Regions from separate parts of the Oryctolagus cuniculus genome. Here region 2 is linked to region 1. A link is a contact called in public Micro-C data. All regions are on one chromosome and are shown on one strand. Each heading gives the region's core, a stretch centred on a gene start, on an enhancer-like site or on the middle of the called end of the contact. The rest is flanking DNA. Distances are from core to core; before and after follow the strand shown. Region 1 has its middle 16 kb from the start of DIPK1C. Region 2 has its middle 61 kb from the start of C10H18orf63.

What was found. Hi-C and Micro-C count contacts between places; a contact is called where the count stands out from the background.
Region 2: a contact with region 1 is called in a Micro-C map of ear pinna, with 3 times the contacts expected there. The contact joins two enhancer-like sites. A contact is called at or near these places in 6 of 6 Hi-C or Micro-C datasets (ear pinna, embryonic fibroblasts, liver and 3 more).

Annotation. Positions count from the first base shown.
Region 1 is chr10:4,302,038-4,304,814 of mOryCun1.1, reverse strand. No RefSeq gene overlaps it. Among named protein-coding and RNA genes, the nearest start is that of DIPK1C, 16 kb to the left of the region's middle. Within about 2 kb of position 1,389, at least 1 of the 8 cell types and tissues checked has an H3K27ac peak or open chromatin away from gene starts, as enhancers often do. A contact at or near this core is called in ear pinna, where this site is marked.
Region 2 is chr10:4,388,938-4,391,637 of mOryCun1.1, reverse strand. No RefSeq gene overlaps it. Among named protein-coding and RNA genes, the nearest start is that of C10H18orf63, 61 kb to the left of the region's middle. Within about 2 kb of position 1,412, at least 2 of the 8 cell types and tissues checked have an H3K27ac peak or open chromatin away from gene starts, as enhancers often do. A contact at or near this core is called in ear pinna, where this site is marked.

The DNA.
Region 1 (2,777 bases), core at 140-2,639:
GACTAGTTGGAGGCAGAACCCCCAAACCAGTGTCCACTCACTCTGCAGAAAGCAACTCACGTACCTGGGGGTGGAAGGCAGTCGGTGTTATTGCAAAGCACAGAGCACAGAGCCAGGCAGCTATGGCTCGGGGTCCCCGAGGAGTTAAGGGTGAAGGCTCTGGGGCTGAGACGTGCGATCAGCTCATGTCCAGGGGTGCTCCTGACCTCCCACTGATCGGTCAGTGATGCCACACCCTGTAGGGAACTTATGATGGCCAGGTGGGCTTCAGTTGGTCAAGGTCAGGGGAGAGAAGGGAGTCAAGTAAGTGGGTGTTACCTTTGGTCCCAGACCTGGAAGTCTCCTAAACAAAGCCCTCCGGACAACACTGGCTTCCAAGGTTCTTATCTATTGGAGAAGCAAGTGACTCCTTGAGTCCGGTGATGAGCACCCTGTCGGGCCAGCTGCATCATTCCCCCAAGTCAGTGAATTCCTTTTGATACAGGACAGGCAAGGACACCTTGGGCTAAGGGAGACAGACAAGAGGCCAGGTCCTGCCTTTACGTTGTAGGAGTTCGGTCTCAGTCATGGCTTTTGACAAAGACACAAAGCTGCATTCTACATGCTTGCCAAGGTACCTGGTTACTCAGGAAGAAAACCCTACACAATTCCAGTCGACGCAGCAGTGGGGCAGCTCTGGCCAAGTGAAGTTGCCTTGCCCCTGCACAGACCAATGAACACGCTGCTATCTAGCTCCCTCCCCGCGTCCGGGGTCTCCCTTTGCAGCCTCACTCTTCCTTCTATCCTGCCACGGTTCCCCTCTTTCACTCCTCCTGCCAAACGCATTATCCTTGTTCCTTTGCAGGTCCCAGTCTTAGTGGGACTCCTGCTAGGCTGCCCACAAGCCTTGCGTGCCCCTTCACGTCAGTGCATTGTAAATTCCAGAGGTGTCGGCTCTGTTTGCTTGGGCTGGGAGGCTGCCTGCATTTCCTGCTGCTCAGCCACTGTGCTGGTGTGGATGTGAGGAACAGGGCGGGGCAGGCAGTTCCCCGCCTCCAGCGGCTCTTTGTATCAGAGGGTGAGCCTCTCCCTGACATGTTGAAATGGCTTGTCTCATCATGATACAATCAGAAGCAGATTTTTTTTTTTAATAACATCTAGTATTTTCCATACTCCTAGCTCCTGACATTTTTGGCAATTTCACAGCTTAGTTGCAAGTTCACAGCTTAGTGCTAAACAGCAGCCTCTTTCCTAGGGAGTTTAACATTAGAATGTTAGTGTCCACTCACAGTCTCTCCTCTCTGACACAAGCCAGCCTCAGACCAGAACATCCGCACCGAGGGAGGCGGGAATTGTGATCTATCGCCTACTTGTCAATCTCCCGCCTGCCTATTTCCTCCTCCCAACCCTGCGTCTTTAACTGTTTTGGGACCTCCAGGACAGAGTTGTTTAGAAGGAACCGCAGTAGTGGTAGGCATCCTTGTCTTGTTCCTGCTTCCTGTAACTAAATCCAGTATTTCATTTTTACAGTTGAAGCACAGGTACAACAGATATTGGGAGATTTGAAGACCCCGTCATGAGGGTCTTGCCTACTCTTTTATTCCAAAGTGCTTGATAATCATCAACTGTACAATTTCTAACCGATCTTAGCTTCTGTGTGCTTTTTAAGATGTTTATTTGAAAGGCAGAAAGACACAGACACACAGAGAGAGCTCCCACCCTCTGGTTCACTTCCCAAATGCCCACAGCCAACAGCCAGGAATTCACCAGGTCTTTCTTGTGAGTGGCAGGGGGCCAAGCCCCTGAGTGATGCCAGGAGCCGGAGCCAGGAATCAAACCTAGGACTCTGATACGGAATGAGGGCAACCTAATCAGTGTCTTCAGTGCCAGGCACAGTGCCCTCCCCATAGTTTTCTTTTAAAATCAGCAAACATAGGACTGACTTGTGTGTGTGTGCTATGAACTAGGACACCAGTATTAATCTGTATAACCCCATCATAATCAGCATGTAGAATAGTTCTGCCACTCGAATACCTCCTTGTGCTACTGTTGACCACAGTCTTGACCCAGCCCTACACCTGCTGCATCCCTAAGTTTTGGCATGTTGTGCATTTGCTGTAGTGCATCTCAGAGTATTTTCTAATTATTGTGCCCATTGATTATCAGACGCTTATTAATTATCCTGGAGACAGCAAGCAGGTCAGGAGTGCAGGCCGGAGCTGGGGATACAGATGTCGGGAGTCATCGTCACAAAGGAGCCATTTACAGCCACGAGCGTGGATGCAGTGGGGGGAGTGAGAGTAAGCAGAAACAGCAGTCCCAGGCCTGTGCTGTGGCCACGCACACAGAGCCCGAGGGCTGGAGGATAAACCGGTGAGTGGGATGAGCAGGTCGGGCGAGTCCTGGGAGGCAAAGAGGAAAGAGCTGGTTCAGGAGGGAAGGAGCCATACGGCTGTTGAGTGTCGGTGTTACAGCACCTGCAGCTGTAACTCTGGGAGGAGCGGCGTGGGCGAGCAGTGGAGGAGGACAGGCAGAAACGGGCGGTATGGACAGCGTCGGCCGTGAGGGATGATTCTCGTAAGTAGTGCAAGAGAAATTGGGCCGCAGATGGAGGCCGGGAGCTTGGGTGAGAGACATGCTTGCCTTCGGATGGGCCCGCTCCAGGGCGGAGGGGACCTGATGACGAAGCTGCTGGAACAGAGAAGCAGCGGCAGAGCAAGGCCCCTCACCACCCCCTGCTCTGTAAGCACCGTGGGAAACGGATGAGACAGCAGCCTCTCGGCCGACCTTGTCGGAAC
Region 2 (2,700 bases), core at 163-2,662, 87 kb before region 1:
GCTCCTACAATTAAATCCTAGTGGCTTTGTAAGGGACTAAGACACGTGTTCCCTTTTGCCCTGTGACACTCTGCTGCCTCGGACTCAGATGCAAACTCATGGAGCTGCCTGACGTTGGGCTGTGAAGCCCCAGAACAAGAAGCCAAAATAAACCTCCTACCGTCATAAATAGCGTGTCCTGGGCATTTCAGCAGTAACAACAACAAAAACCTGACGAATGGAAAGAGTGAAGAGAGAAGCGCCCCCTCCCCCAAAGCATAAGGGACCCAGAGAAGCCTGGGGAGCCGCATTCAAATTGCAGCGGGAAGGAGAGAGAGACGGAAGCAGCTTTGGCTCAGTGTCTTGGGGGCATCACTCAGATCCCACGAATCTTGCCTTCTGCTACCTGTGGGCTGCGTCATCTCCTTCTGTAGCCAAGACACTGTGAAATTCCTGACCCAGAAAAACTGCAAGACATAAGCATTCACGGTTGTTTGAAGCCACCGAGTGCCCGCGTTAATTGGTTACACTGCAATAACTAACGAATACCACCGGACAGTGTAGAAACAAGGCCAAGAAGCAGCCGCCACAGCCAGATTGCTCAGTAGGTACCGGACCCGCTTAATAAGAGAATCATGAGAAAGTATCTGTGGGAATCAGATTGGGTTCACGCCCGCGGGCGCCCTGTGGAAGAGCAGAAGGAAGCTTGGAAGCCTCAGTGCCAGAGGGGGACCCCCAGCCAGTCTGGGGGATCTCATCGCCAGCACACCCGGCACCCTGTTCTCAGCTGGGAATGCACACAGACAACCCCGCCCTCCGCGGGAGCTCCCATGATTCTTTCCCACCCCCACTACTTCCTCCTGACCTCTTCGTGCAGGCTGAGCGCCCCGAGTCTGGCCCTACACCCTGCCTTTCATAGCACTTCAACCTTCCAATCACCCTGATGTCTCCAGGGCTCTGCTGGGCTCCAGGCCCTGTCTTGTGAGGGCTGCGTGGCATTGCCCTTACCCAGCAGCCTTGGAAGACTCCAATAGCACGAGAGGCCAGCTCACCTCATGCAATTCACTCAGCCGCTGGCCCGTGGCGCAGCTTCTGCTCAGCAGTGGGGCCCTGTTTCCATGGAGTGATAGGAAACGTGCTTATGTGGCGATTTTCATGTGTGTCCGTGGTCTCCGTGTACGTACAACTCCTTCAAACACCTGTCTGCAAATCAGTAGTCCTCCATCTTCCCTCTCCTTCACCATTCTCATGAAAACCTGCTTCTTTTAGGGAGGGTGCTCTTATCACTCAGAGGCAAGTGAGATTTGGGGGTGGTTCACGGCACTTGGGCATTTGATACGGCCTTCAAGGAGCCAGCTGCATTGGAAGGAAGTTCTCCCCTCTACGTCCCCAGAGAATCATTCTGAATTGCTTTGGGCCAGTGCCCAGAAATCTCCCCAGCTCGCAGCGCTGAGAACTCCTTGAGAAACAAGGCTAAGCTTCTCTCAGCCACCAGCACTGGCCCTCAACACTTACCATGATCAAAGATCGCTTCAGTCTCCCCGGGCTGTGCCGTGGGCGGGTAGGTGAGGAAGTCGTGGGACTGGCAGAGCCCTCTGCCTATTTACTGAGGCCCAGGGAATCGGGTAAACGGCAGTGAATGATGAGGGCCTAGATTTTTATGGCATATCTATAAAGCAAAGAACTTTTCTATATTATAAAATTTAGTAAGCTCTTTGTTTCCCCCAGCAATAAATTCAGCACCCCCCCCCCCCCGCCAAGAACTAGCTTTAGTATTTTATAGACCAAATTGAGCTACACTACACACGGGGCTGCTGAGATGAACACAGCATTTTTGGTCATATTTCTCTTTAACCAGATTTACCACATTTCATTACTTTGCTGCCTACTATTTCCCCATGGCCCCTAAGGAAATAAGCAGATGAAATTGAGAGTAAAAACAACATAAAATAGGATATTCAATACCCCAGGTTGCATGTGCCCAATCCGGTCACACAATGATCAAATTTAGCTCCAGTTAACCTGATTCCAAGTGCAGTTCAATTGCAGGGCTGTGAGAAACAGAACACTTGTTCTACTTTATCAAAAAGTATTTATATTGGAACATGGCTTTGAGTTTCCCTGCTTTACAGGAGCATTAACACACAGCGGGCAGGTTTTACCCAGAGGTTGGTGAATGCTGCATTCACACATTAACATGACTGAGCGCTTCTGTAGCCAGGGAGGCCAGTAGCCAGCGTCCCCTCCCCTCACGCACACCCCCCTACAGCACCTCTGACCTGCTGTGTCTGGGAAGGCAGAAATGTCCATCTTGTTTGGGAGCCATGATGCTTCGGATAGGCAGCTCCGTTTAGACTTAGTCCCCTCAAACTTTGCCGACCTGGAACGTGCATCATCACCTTGTTCGAAGCGAGGCCCCAGTGAGTGAAGAATCTGTGTAAGCCGAGGAATTTTCAGATGTCTAAAGCTAATTCTGTAACAAGGGTGTGTAATTTCTTCATAAGAAAAGGGAGGGATGGGGTTTCCAGATCAAGTGGGTTCACTTTTGCCTGGACTGGTTTTAATTAACTGGTAATTCCGCTGCACAGTATGGAGATTGACCAGATGGCCCCGCGGATGCGTTCAGACCTGCCTGCCGTTTACTGAGTTTCCAAGTGTCAGGAGAGCAAGGCCATTCTCAACATCACTGCACAGCGAGGCGCTGGAATACGGGATCACATG